Regions from separate parts of the Triticum aestivum genome. Here region 1 is linked to region 2. The links are chromatin contacts, called in public HiCAR-type maps. All regions are on one chromosome and are shown on one strand. The core of a region is the stretch at or near the end of the contact, and the rest is flanking DNA. Distances in the headings are between cores, read along the strand shown. Region 1 holds the start of LOC101290606 (cytokinin dehydrogenase 8). Region 2 holds the start of LOC123189856 (UDP-glycosyltransferase 73C6).

The links. HiCAR-type assays count read pairs that join an accessible place to other places.
Region 1: a HiCAR-type map of leaf shows a contact between it and region 2, with 9 times the contacts expected there. The contact joins the promoter of LOC101290606 here to the promoter of LOC123189856 in region 2. A contact is called at or near these places in 2 of 5 Hi-C or Micro-C datasets (both in leaf) and 1 of 1 datasets of contacts at active chromatin or transcription factors (leaf).

Annotation. Positions count from the first base shown.
Region 1 is chr2A:624,951,478-624,957,280 of IWGSC CS RefSeq v2.1, forward strand. It overlaps LOC101290606 (cytokinin dehydrogenase 8), which reads right to left and starts at 4,064. Exons shown (of 5, transcript XM_044602368.1): 1 at 3,205-4,064; 2 at 2,900-3,027; 3 at 2,525-2,791; 4 at 2,117-2,379; 5 at 132-708. The coding sequence starts at 3,793. The coding sequence ends at 369.
Region 2 is chr2A:624,483,219-624,488,718 of IWGSC CS RefSeq v2.1, forward strand. It overlaps LOC123189856 (UDP-glycosyltransferase 73C6), which reads left to right and starts at 1,678. Exons shown (of 1, transcript XM_044602361.1): 1 at 1,678-3,327. The coding sequence starts at 1,755. The coding sequence ends at 3,221. It overlaps LOC123189857, which reads left to right. Exons shown (of 10, transcript XM_044602365.1): 10 at 646-914. The coding sequence ends at 652.

The sequences.
Region 1 (5,803 bases), core at 2,814-5,313, 470 kb after region 2:
AACCCTTCTTTCCCTCAAAATACCGGCAGGTAACTTTCACGGGGAGATTTTCTTGAGTGATGGCATGTCAAATCAGACAAATGTCCCATTCTCCGTGGGCCCTGACTAACGACCAGCTCAGAGCATAATGATACGATAAGAGTGAGACGAGATACTCTGCACTTGCCAAATAATCCGAGAGTCGTACCAGCTAAGCTAAAAACATCACAAATTTAACCCAGCAAAAAAAAGAAAGAACGAACTCTTTTCCTAAAGACACCTACTACCAATTTCCCTAAAAAGAAGGACACCTACCGATTAAATTAATCGTCCTGAAAATTGTCGTTTGAGCTACCAACATCTACGAGACCTAATGTCTGCGCGAGCTATCACATGGAGCTCGCGGAATCCGTCCAAGGAAAAATGCCTTGGCCCGGCCCAAGCACACGCACTGGGTCGTAGCGGGCCTTGCGGGCCAGGAAGCGGTCCCAGGTGGGCCCGAAATGGCTGCGCCAATGCGCCTGCGTGGGCTGCCGGGCAAGGTACTGCTTGGCGCCGATGCCGCCGCCGGCCCGGCACGCCTCGTCGGCCACCCGGCGGTGCTGCTCCAGGATCTCCTCGACGCAGCCGCGGCCGCACCGCGACGGGTCGGCCGACCGGAGCACGCTGAAGATGTACATCACCCCGCCCGGCGCCGACGGGATGACCGCCGACGTGTTCCCGTCCCACCTGAAAAAGATCCACAAAGATCAGATGATGACTGGCGGGTTCAACATGTTCAGAACTGGGAATTGGAAGGAAGCATTGCATTCTTTCGGAAATGTATGAATTTTTTTGAAGGGCGGTCATTTATGCTTGTTTGGTTTGGTTGATGGACATAAATAGAACGTGGAAACCCTTCTCTGGGGCATTGTAGATTTGCTGTCGAGAAAAGGTGAAACATCTCTTCATCACCCGGATCATGTCAGGTCACAGAAACAGAGGGTTTTGGATGCAGAGAACCCAATTGATAAGCATTAAGGGTTCTGGCTGGAGCCGAGCTGACAGGCCACACTGGATCTTCAAATCGCGAGGATCCACAAAACTGGGCCGCAGCCAAAAATCCGAAGTTCTGGCCCTTACAAACGAAAAATTACTCACTCGCGCCTGTGTTAGACTGTACAGTACCGTCGCTGTACACGGTGGGGAACTAGGATGCTTGTATGGGACAGACAGGGGCGTCAAGGCGGGAAGAAGAAAGGCTTGGACCAGGACCGGAGAGGGGGACAAGCAACAGACCGTAGTACTAGCCGCCATAGGTGTGCACTGTTGGTGGAAGCAGAGGAGAGTAGACACACAAGCCGGCCACCAAAGCCAAAAGTTGCAACTTGCAAGATACAGCACTTGAAGACAGTATCATATCACAGTGCTGCTAGCCTGCTACAGCCGCAAAGGACTACCATTAAATACTACTACGGTCTATGATGGTTTCCATACTGGTTAAGGGCCCTTCTTGGTTAGTGGTCGGCTTGTCCCGGTGTAATCTTTTTGCAAGAGGTGGGTAACAACAGTAACAGACGAAGCAGATGCGGAGCTGGTGAAGGGTGAGCTTCGGTAGGCTCACTAGTTTCACTGTATCTGACGGTTGACGGGCAGATGCAGCGAGACCGCATGATCCGGTGTCGCAAAAGGAGGCGACCGCTACGGGGCTGTGCATCTCTCTCTCGGCTGCTGTAGCGAGATGTCATGGCTCTGTCAGTTGTCACGATTGGGCCAAAGGTGCCGCGCGTTAGGTTGGCCAGGCAAGTGTTTTTGGAGAGGATAACTACGACGCCCCGAGCAGAAGAAAAAGATCGACCAAAAGCCACAAACATAACAGCACTTTGACACTAATTATGCGCGTACAAAGGCGATCTCGCCACATCATCCAATGATTTTCTGCACCCGAAAAATCTTGCAAATATCGCGAAAGGGATGGCTTTAGGCTTTATTTTTGAGATGAGTTTATTAGTGTAGACTACACCCAACGAACAGAGGTAGTAGTACCTGACAGCTTTACCGATGGTTAAGATATCGTGAGCTAACACTAATTTGCAACAGGAAAATGGAGATGATGATGATATACTTTTGCCAGAGGAGGAAGGATAGATGTGCGTACTTGTCAGTGAGGAGAGGGTAGACAAGGATGGCCCCCTGGAAGTCTCCCGCCAAGACGGTGTCCATGAGCAGGTCCTTGAGCTGAGCGACGCCATGCTTGGGCACGAACATGTTGAGCCAGGGGTGAGCCACGTCCCAGAGCCCCTGGCTCCTCAGGCTCTCCTCCTCCATCCTCACCCTGTTCAGGAAGTCGAAGTAGGACACCTCCACGCTGTACATGTGGGGCCTCATGTGGCTCATCTCCCCTGCCACCAGCTCCACAACCTGCACAATTTTTTTAAAGACCACAAGAAGACTAACTCGTTACTCCAGTATTCAGCCGTCCTTTTCTGTTGCTGTTCAAGATGTTAACTCGCGTTTTTTATTTAAATTGAAAATTGAAAATTCTGTGTGAATTCAGGAGACTGACATTGTCGACACTGGAGCTGGAGCCGTCCTGCTGGAAGTCATGCACTGCAAACTCTATGCAGTAGTAGACCTTCTTCCTGCCCTCGGAGCCGAAGTCTGGGCTGAAATCGATGCTGGCGGGGAAGGCAACGGATGAGCTGCGGATGGAGTGCTCATCCAGAACCATGAACCCCTCCACGTAGTCCACCTGCTCCGGCATTGAGATCAGAAGCTCTTGGTCCTTGGTGAATGTTTCGAAGCTCTCGTAGAAGGCCCTCACCCATCGCACCTGATGATCACCAGGATGGTAAAAACAATAACCAATTGTCAAATAAAGCTTAAGAGTAACGAAAGATGATTGGCAGTAGAAACGAAGGCATGAGGCGACTGCATGTACCTTTGGAGGAGCTTCTTGGAGTAGAATCCGTGCCCTGGTGATGATGCCGAACTGGCCGAGACCGCCAAGAACTGCGAAGAAGAGATCCGGGCTCTTGGTGCGCGAGCATGTCACGACCTCCCCATTCCCTGCGGCCAACATACCAAGAACATGAAAAGGAGGGGTAAATCACTGCAGAATTTACAGGTTCAGCGTTTTGTTCTTTTCTTTTTTGAAAATTGAAATGAAACAGAGAAAGGGTTTATGAGAATAAGAAAAATTGACAGTAGGCTGCATGTGCGCGGTGGCTGTTGAGTGCTGCATACCTGTGACGACTTGGAGCTGCAGGACGTTGCTGATCTGCGGGCCATGCTTGAACGCCTGGCCGCTGATGCCGGCATTGGACAGCGTCCCGCCCACGGTGAGGTACAAGTAGTCCGTCCAGGACAGCGGCGCCAGCCCGGCCTTCAGGCACTCCTCCAGCACCTCCACCCACAGAGCGCCGGCGCCCACGTCCGCGTAGGCGCAAGCGGTGGCCTCGCCGCCCGCCCGCGGCGCCGCCACCACCACGACGGTGCGTGGCAGGGAACGCGTCTCCACCACAATGCCGTCGCGCGCCTGCGCCTGGCCCTGAAGCGAGTGCCCCACGCCGCGCGCGGCCACGGTCGCCCTCGGGCGCGGCGGCGCGGACGACAGCGCGCCCAGGAGGAGCGCGATGTCGGCGGAGGACCCCGGGCGGAGGATCGCGAAGGGCGCGTCGGAGACGACGGCGCCGAAGTCGCGCGCCGAGGACGGGGTCGGCTCGAGGAGCGCCACCGGGCCGAACACGTCGGTGGGGCTCTGGATGAAGGTCGCCGCGGAGCAGAGGAACAGGGCTAGCACGGCGGCGTACATGCACAGCGCCTTGAGGTCCATGGCTTCCTGGCCAACCAGCTCCGTCCGTCTGTCGAGTGTCGAGCGCGCGCTTGGACAAGTTACGGGGCCCGATGGCGCTCCTTGCTGGACGAGGCCGATGGAAGAAGCAAGGTAGCTGAAGGCGTGGTCGCTCGTGGTCGCTCGCGCGAGCTGTTTGGTGATTGCTGCCTCGGCCGGGACGTCTCTGTCTGGATGGATCCTTGGGTTCCCACAAGAACTGTGGATCGATGGGAGGGAGGGAGGGAGAGGGAGCGAGGCGAGACAGCTCGCGGATATATACAAGCGGAGAGGAGAGGAATGGGTCTCTGTCGCCGGTCGTAAGCCGTGCCGTGACGCGGTCGGGCCCTGAGAGAGAATCTAATGGAAACCCGGAGTGGGGTACGGCGGATCCACGAGGGCCCGGACCTGTTTCCCGCCTCCGTTCGCTCCACACTTCCACTGATCGATCGCGTTTGTCCCAAGAGGATTAACCACTAAACCTTGGGCAAGAGAGCAACTTACATCGTGAAGAAGTTTAAGAAGAGATCCATTTTAAAAAAACCTTATACTGCTATTAGATAACAAGCTCTAGTTTAAAACTGCGACACTTGTTTTGGATTGGAGCATCAACTGAGACTTGGTTTGACTGAGATTTAGCAATCCTAATCTTTTTTGGATGGATATATCGCTGTATTACTGCTAGATTGTGGAAAAAGAAGGGTACTCGTGGCTATATTGGACCCATGTCTTGGAAAAAGGCCTCGTCCTCGTATATTTTATAGAACTGCAGAAACCCATGTACAGCAGTGCGTATTCTAATCGACGGTATATTAGAAAAAACTCTGTATAGTATCAGTATGTAGTGCCTGCCACGGCACGTAGCGGTCAGTCGCCTCCTCGACGGTGGCTACGAGAGCGCACCGATCCATCTCCGGTGGTCACTGTGGCTGACGCTTAGACGGCATTACTACTCTACTTGCCAGCGACCGTTTTGACTCCCACCGCGGAACGAGTGACCCGTCTTGGCTTCTCTCCCGCCATCCCCGCAGAAACTTCAACGCTGGGCTGCGAGCGCGAGCGCGAACGCGAAAGCGGGCGGCCGGACAGGTGCGTGTCTGCAGCAGCGGCGCTTCCCCGTTGCGGCCTACCTGCCTGCCTGGCGCACACCCCGTGCGTCCGTGGCGTGCTTGCTCGACACTGCTGGGCAGCGACACCCACGTAGCACACGTTACGTGCATGCACTCGCCGCCGGCGTCTGCGGCGACGTACGTACCCACGCGTCCCATACGAAACGTCACTTGCGTCGCCTGCCGTCACCATGGGTCTCGTCGGCGCGATACGTACGTGTGCTTGCGGACTATTTTCTAGAAAGAAGGCGTGCTTGCCGCGTGGAAGTTCTCAGGCTTAAGTCACGAAAACCTAAATCCTCTTACGGCGGCGGCTAGGGCGGCTAGGGCTTCGATGGTTCTCATACTCCGGCGCCGTCCTCCGCCGGTGATATGGGGGAGCGTTGGGGGCAAGGGGTTTGTTGGATCCGCGTGTATGGATCGTGTAGATTTGGATTTTAGGACCTACTCCTAGTAGCTTAGGTTTTTGGCCGTTCGACGTTATGGCGTCGATAAGGGCTACGTCGGCGTTGAATCCATCACCCACTTGGATTCGATTGCTAATCTATTCAAGTGGGGATGGTGTAGTAGCGGAGGCATTACGATAATGGAGTTGTGTCATTGAGATCCGTCGTTGTGACGGTGTTTGCTCCGATGACAGCGTGGTGCTCGAGAGGTAGTGCAGGAGGGAATGTAGATAGTAGTATGCTTTGACAACAACCGGAAGATGGTGGATCATATGCTGGATCCGTGGTTGCCAGATGGTAGATATGGTTTCTTTTTTCGACATCATTGCCGAGCGGGGGTGTCAGATCTAAAATTTGATGACGTGTCCTAAGTGCTGCATCGGCCAGATTCTTTCAACGGGCGATGGATTCGCCTTTCGTAAGCTACTTTAAAGGTTTGAAAAGTTGCTTATTAGCGA
Region 2 (5,500 bases), core at 428-2,927:
TCTTCAAAATGCCAGATCAATCTACTTATCTGACTGAATTCTCTTGACCACATTTACTCTCGCTTAGTCGAGTTCTGCCACCACCCATGCACTCTGGTTATTAACACCAGTTTAAGTTAATTTAATGCGCTCATTTTTATTTGATTAGTTTGCTGCGACGCTGATAATATTAAGTGTACGTAGATTAGCTCAAGTCTTGGATGTAATCACGTATGCAGTCTGTTTACTTTTGCTAGACCTGACCTGACCATGTTCCTTAATGTTGGTTTCACACGATTCGTTAGTTCATTATCCAGCGACGTCTCTTGGTGGACAATTGGATAGTTATTGGTTTCTGACCCATGGGAGTTGGAGAATAATGTGATTCAGAGTTAGCTATGTACAAATGTATAGTAGAAATTAAAAGTAGGTAGGTGGCAAAGTAGGTAGGTGATTCAGAGTTAGCTACGTACAAATGTATTTCCTATGTATGTGTGCAGTTTTTCTTCCTGTGTTGTTGAGCTTCTGAGCTATGGCAAAGCTGATCAAGTGACTGGCAATTTGGTGTCTCTAGCTTAGTTTATTGGCATGCTTGCACTCTTTCTGATGTTTGTTATGTCTGGTGTTGTTAATGAAATAACATGTGCTCTGGCCACCATTATATAGGAGATGACCTTGGAGGAGCAGCGGAAAGCAATACTCGCGCTAAAGACTGAGAAGAGAAAACTAGTTGGATCTAAAGAAAATTCAGTGTACAAATGCTAAATGTAATGTTTGGATCATATTGGGGTTTACTGATTGGATCATATGTTCAGATCAGTACTAAACGTGGTACTGTACTTTGCAAATGCTAGAGTGGTATTTCCTACTTGCAAAACAAAATTCAGTTTAGCATGTAATGTTTGGATCATAAGTTTACAAATGTTGATTCTGAACTTCTGAATGTTGGTTTTGAACTGCCAAATGTCTAAAATTCTGAGATTTCTTGCATACTGCAAATGTCAGCGTGTGACAATATACTGTACCTATGATATAGTTGCTTTCTCATGCCTGTAGTTACCAAGGTTTACAATTTTTTGGTTACAAAAGATGTCTAGTCTCCAACATGTAGTTGGTCTCTACATTCTTTTAGTCACCAAGCCTTGGCTGGTCACTTGATATCTCTAGCCACTAACCATGTACATGGTTGCTGTACATTTTTAGCAACCAAGTCGTCCATGGTCTCTAGATGTCATCAGTCACCAAGTCTCCCTTGGTCCCTAGATGCCATTAGTCACCAGATTTGGTTGGTAGCTATTGGTATGACATTTAGTGACCAGGGTTCTCAATGTTGGTCGCTCAATATCTATAGCGACTAGACTATAGCCACCACGAAGCGACCAAGTAGTGTTGGTACCAATAGACCACTAGCCACCAATTTTGTACCTTTAGCAACCGATCACCTTGGTGGCTAAAACTCATGTCTCTAGTAGTGTGCGTGGAATGTTCGTTCGTCTTTGCCCTTTGAAGCCCCGACCACCGCCCAGGACAACTAATTTCCTAGTTTATCAAATATCAATCATGGAGCAATAAGACCGCTACTTGCGTCTGCATACGCATGTGCACCCAATGTGTCGACACACATCGCGCGGGTCACGGAACCTGCATATAAAACAAGATCCTACCCAGCAGCTCGTCGCACACAAACTAAGAGCCATAGTTCCCATCTCATAATTTTCAGTCATACCAAACTTTGTCGAATTTGTGGACACCATAGTGCAGCACAGTAACAGGCAATGGAGACCGCCAGAAAGCCTCACTTTGTGCTCGTCCCATGGATAGGAAGCATCAGCCACATCGTCCCCATGACGGACATCGGCTGCCTTCTCGCCTCCCATGGAGCGTCGGTCGCCATCATCACGACGCCCGCCAACGCGTCGCTTGTCCAGAGCCGCGTCGACCGTGTCACCCTGGGCGGCACGGCGCTCGCGGTCACCGCGATCCCCTTCCCGGCCGCCGAAGCCGGCCTGCCGGAGGGGTGCGAGAGGTTGGACCTGATCACGTCCCCCGCCATGGTGCCTAGCTTCTTCGAAGCCAACAAGAAGTTCGGCGAGGCGGTGGCGCAGTACTGCCTTCGGGATGCGCAACGCCGGCCGAGCTGCATCGTCGCCGGGATGTGCCACACGTGGACGCTGCCCATGGCGCGAGACCTCGGCGTGCCCTGCTACATCTTCCACGGCTTCGGCGCGTTCGCCTTGCTCTGCATCGAGCACCTCTACAGGCAAGGCCGGCAAGAGGGGATTGCGTCTCCGGACGAGCTCGTCGACATCTCAGTCCTGCAGGCGTTCGAGTGCAAGATCCTCGTTAGGCAGCTGCCGCCGCATTTCTTGCCATCCACGTCCATGGGGAGCGGGGTGATGCAGGAGGTCCGGGAGTTCGACATGGCCATGGACGGCGTCGTGGTGAACAGCTTCGACGAGCTGGAGCACGGCTCCACGGCGCTTCTCGCGGCCGCCGCAGGCAGGAAAGTTCTCGCCGTGGGGCCGGTCTCTCTGTGCTGCGCACCTAGTCTCGACCCGCAGAGCGATGACGCGAGGCGGTGCATGTCGTGGCTGGACGGCAAGAAGGCCAAGTCCGTGGTGTACGTGAGCTTCGGCAGCGCCGGGTGCATGCCGCCCGCGCAGCTCATGCAGCTCGGCATGGCCCTGGTCTCGTGCCGCTGGCCTGTCATGTGGGTTATCAGAGGCGCTGACTCGTTGCCCGACGACGTGAAGGTGTGGCTACGTGAGAACACCGACGGCGACGGCGACGCGGACAGCAAGTGCCTCGTGGTGCGCGGGTGGGCGCCGCAGGTGGCCATCCTGGCGCACCCGGCGGTGGGCGGATTCATGACGCACTGTGGGTGGGGCTCGACCCTGGAGAGCGTCGCCGCCGGCGTGCCCATGGTCACCTGGCCTCTGTTCGCCGAGCAGTTCGTGAACGAGAAGCTGATCGTGGACGTGCTTGGCATCGGGGTGTCCGTCGGCGTGACAAAGCCAACGGCCAACGTCCTGACCGCTGGCAAACATGGCAGCGGAGAGGCGGAGGCGGAGGTTGGGGCGGAGCAAGTCAACAGCGCTCTGGAGAAGCTGATGGATGGAGGGGATGAAGGGGAGGACATGAGGAGGAAGGCTCTGGCATGTAAAGCGAAAGCAAACGCTTCTCTGAAGGAAGGTGGGTCGTCGTACAACAATTTAGAGGAATTGATTCAGTCTTGTGTCTGAAAATTCGACTGGGCAGTCTTAGCTAATGGGATGAGAATATAATTTCTTTGTGTCGATTGTTCCTGCAGTATAAGCCAAAATGCCAATAAAGGACTGAAGTTTCTAACCCTACTTTCACCTCTTGACTTTCTACCAAACCCACAGCAGTTGGTATTCAGTGTTTAACGGAAATCCCTCCTTCGCCCAGAGCGAACATACCTGAACAAGTGTCTGAAGTCCGACCCACTCTCACACTAAACGTAGGGGCGCAGGCAACTCGAAGCAAATCACCCGTGAAAATATAATAGCAAGTGAGGAAAATACTCGATATCGAAATTTGTATGTGGCCCAGTCATTTTACGAGAAGTGCCACATTTATATTAATAACATCAATAGATTACAGCAAATGTAGCATCTCTCTCAAGAAATCTAAAGAGATAGCACACCAAGAGAAAGTACATGAAACACTCCCAACAAAGGAATTATGCAGAAAAATCCTTCTTCATTCCTGCAACCACCAACACATTGACCAAAAACTTCGACCACCGCTGTCCCCGAAGTGTCCGCCGGAAAGGAGAAGAAACGGTCTCCACTAAGCAAAAATCCAAAAGAAAACCATGCTGAAATTTGAGATGGGCTATAGGTGATGGGGTTATGTACCTAGGGTAGGGTCATGGACCTGTTCCAAGTAACTTACCCCAAGACATCCTTAGAAGAGGTCGCCTTCCAGTCGACCAATGAGGACACACTCGACTGGCCTGAAGGACTCGACCACGAAGACTCACTCGACCACCAGGAGGTCAAGAGGCAGTCTGCACTGCAACGGCCTGTAATCAAGTAGACTTTATGATAGTAAAGGCACTTTATGTGGGGCGTTACCAGTAACGCCCCAGACTTAACTCACCTTAAACCCTCTCCTGCGTGGGCTGGCTAGGGTCCTGGCGCACTCTATATAAGCCACCCTCCTCCACAGGCAGAGGGGTTCGGCACCTTGTAATTCATACATTCATAATCCACTCGACCGCCTCCGGGCTCCGAGACGTAGGGCTGTTACTTCTTCCGAGAAGGGCCTGAACTCGTACATCTTTTGTGCTTACAACCTCTCCATAGCTAGGACCTTGCCTCTCCATACCTACCCCCCACTCTACTGTCCGGCTTAGAACCACGACAGTTGGCGCCCACCGTGGGGCAGGTGTTTTAGCGATTTTGTGGAGAAGTTGCGATTCTTCCGAGTACTCTCATCATGGTGTCTGCTGGAGTTTTGGTCAAGGGTCAAGAGATCCGTCTCGGCGCTCTCACCTTCATCGCCGACGACTCCGCATGGCTCCAGGAGGCTCCACTCGACGTAGACGCGCTCCCCGTCCGCGGTGCGACGCATTTTCGCGCATGCGTCCGCGGCGTTCTGCTGCGGCAACCGTCGACCCAGTATCGGTCGGCCCCTCCATCGTCCACCCTCCCGGTCTCCCGCCAGCGCAAGCGCTCAGGCCGGTCGAGGCTTCAGCGATGGGTGAGTCACGCGGTGGCTCGCCAATCGGCCACTACACAAGTTGCGGCAATCGAGCCCAACGAATCTCTCTACGGCTTGTTCGATCAGTCGACTGGCTCCGGAGAGACTGCATCTGAGTGCGGAAGCAGTGATCCAGCGGCGGAAATCTTGATGGTCGACGGGCCCCACAGCCCTCCTGGCTTCGCCCGTGGTGGTGGAGCAGGTGACGGCGGCGACCCTGCACGAGACTACGAAGAGTACCAGCCCGAGCCACTCGACTCTCTGCAAAGAGAAGAGCTTCGCCGCAGGAACGAGGATCCCCTGCGTATTCCCATCGCAGGAGAAACCCCCGAGGCTCGTGCCTTGGAGGAGGCGCGTCTGGCCAATTTGGCCGAGCGCACTCGACTGGAGAACCTTCAGCGAGCACTCGACGAGCGCGCGCGGCAACGAGTTCCCGACACCAGTCGACGTCAACTCTTCCCGCCGACTCAGGTATATCGAACCCCAATTCAGAATTTAGCAGCTGCGACCCGTATAGCAGAGTCCATTCAGCCTTCGCAGTCGGAAGCTGGTAGAGGTTTGCTGCAGATCAGGGATCTGCTCCGGGCAGCAGGAGATCAGAATTCAGCCGTGTCTCAGTCGCGCAACAGAATTCGCAGTCGATCTGTCACTGTGAATACGGTTCAGTCGGCTCACAGCCCCAGATCGCCTCCGCGGCGCGAAGGGCGTGAGAATCGGCGAGATCAATATGGCGACAGACTCGACCGAGATGATAGGCGTCGAGTGCCCTATTCCCCTCCGAGGGGTGGGTCTT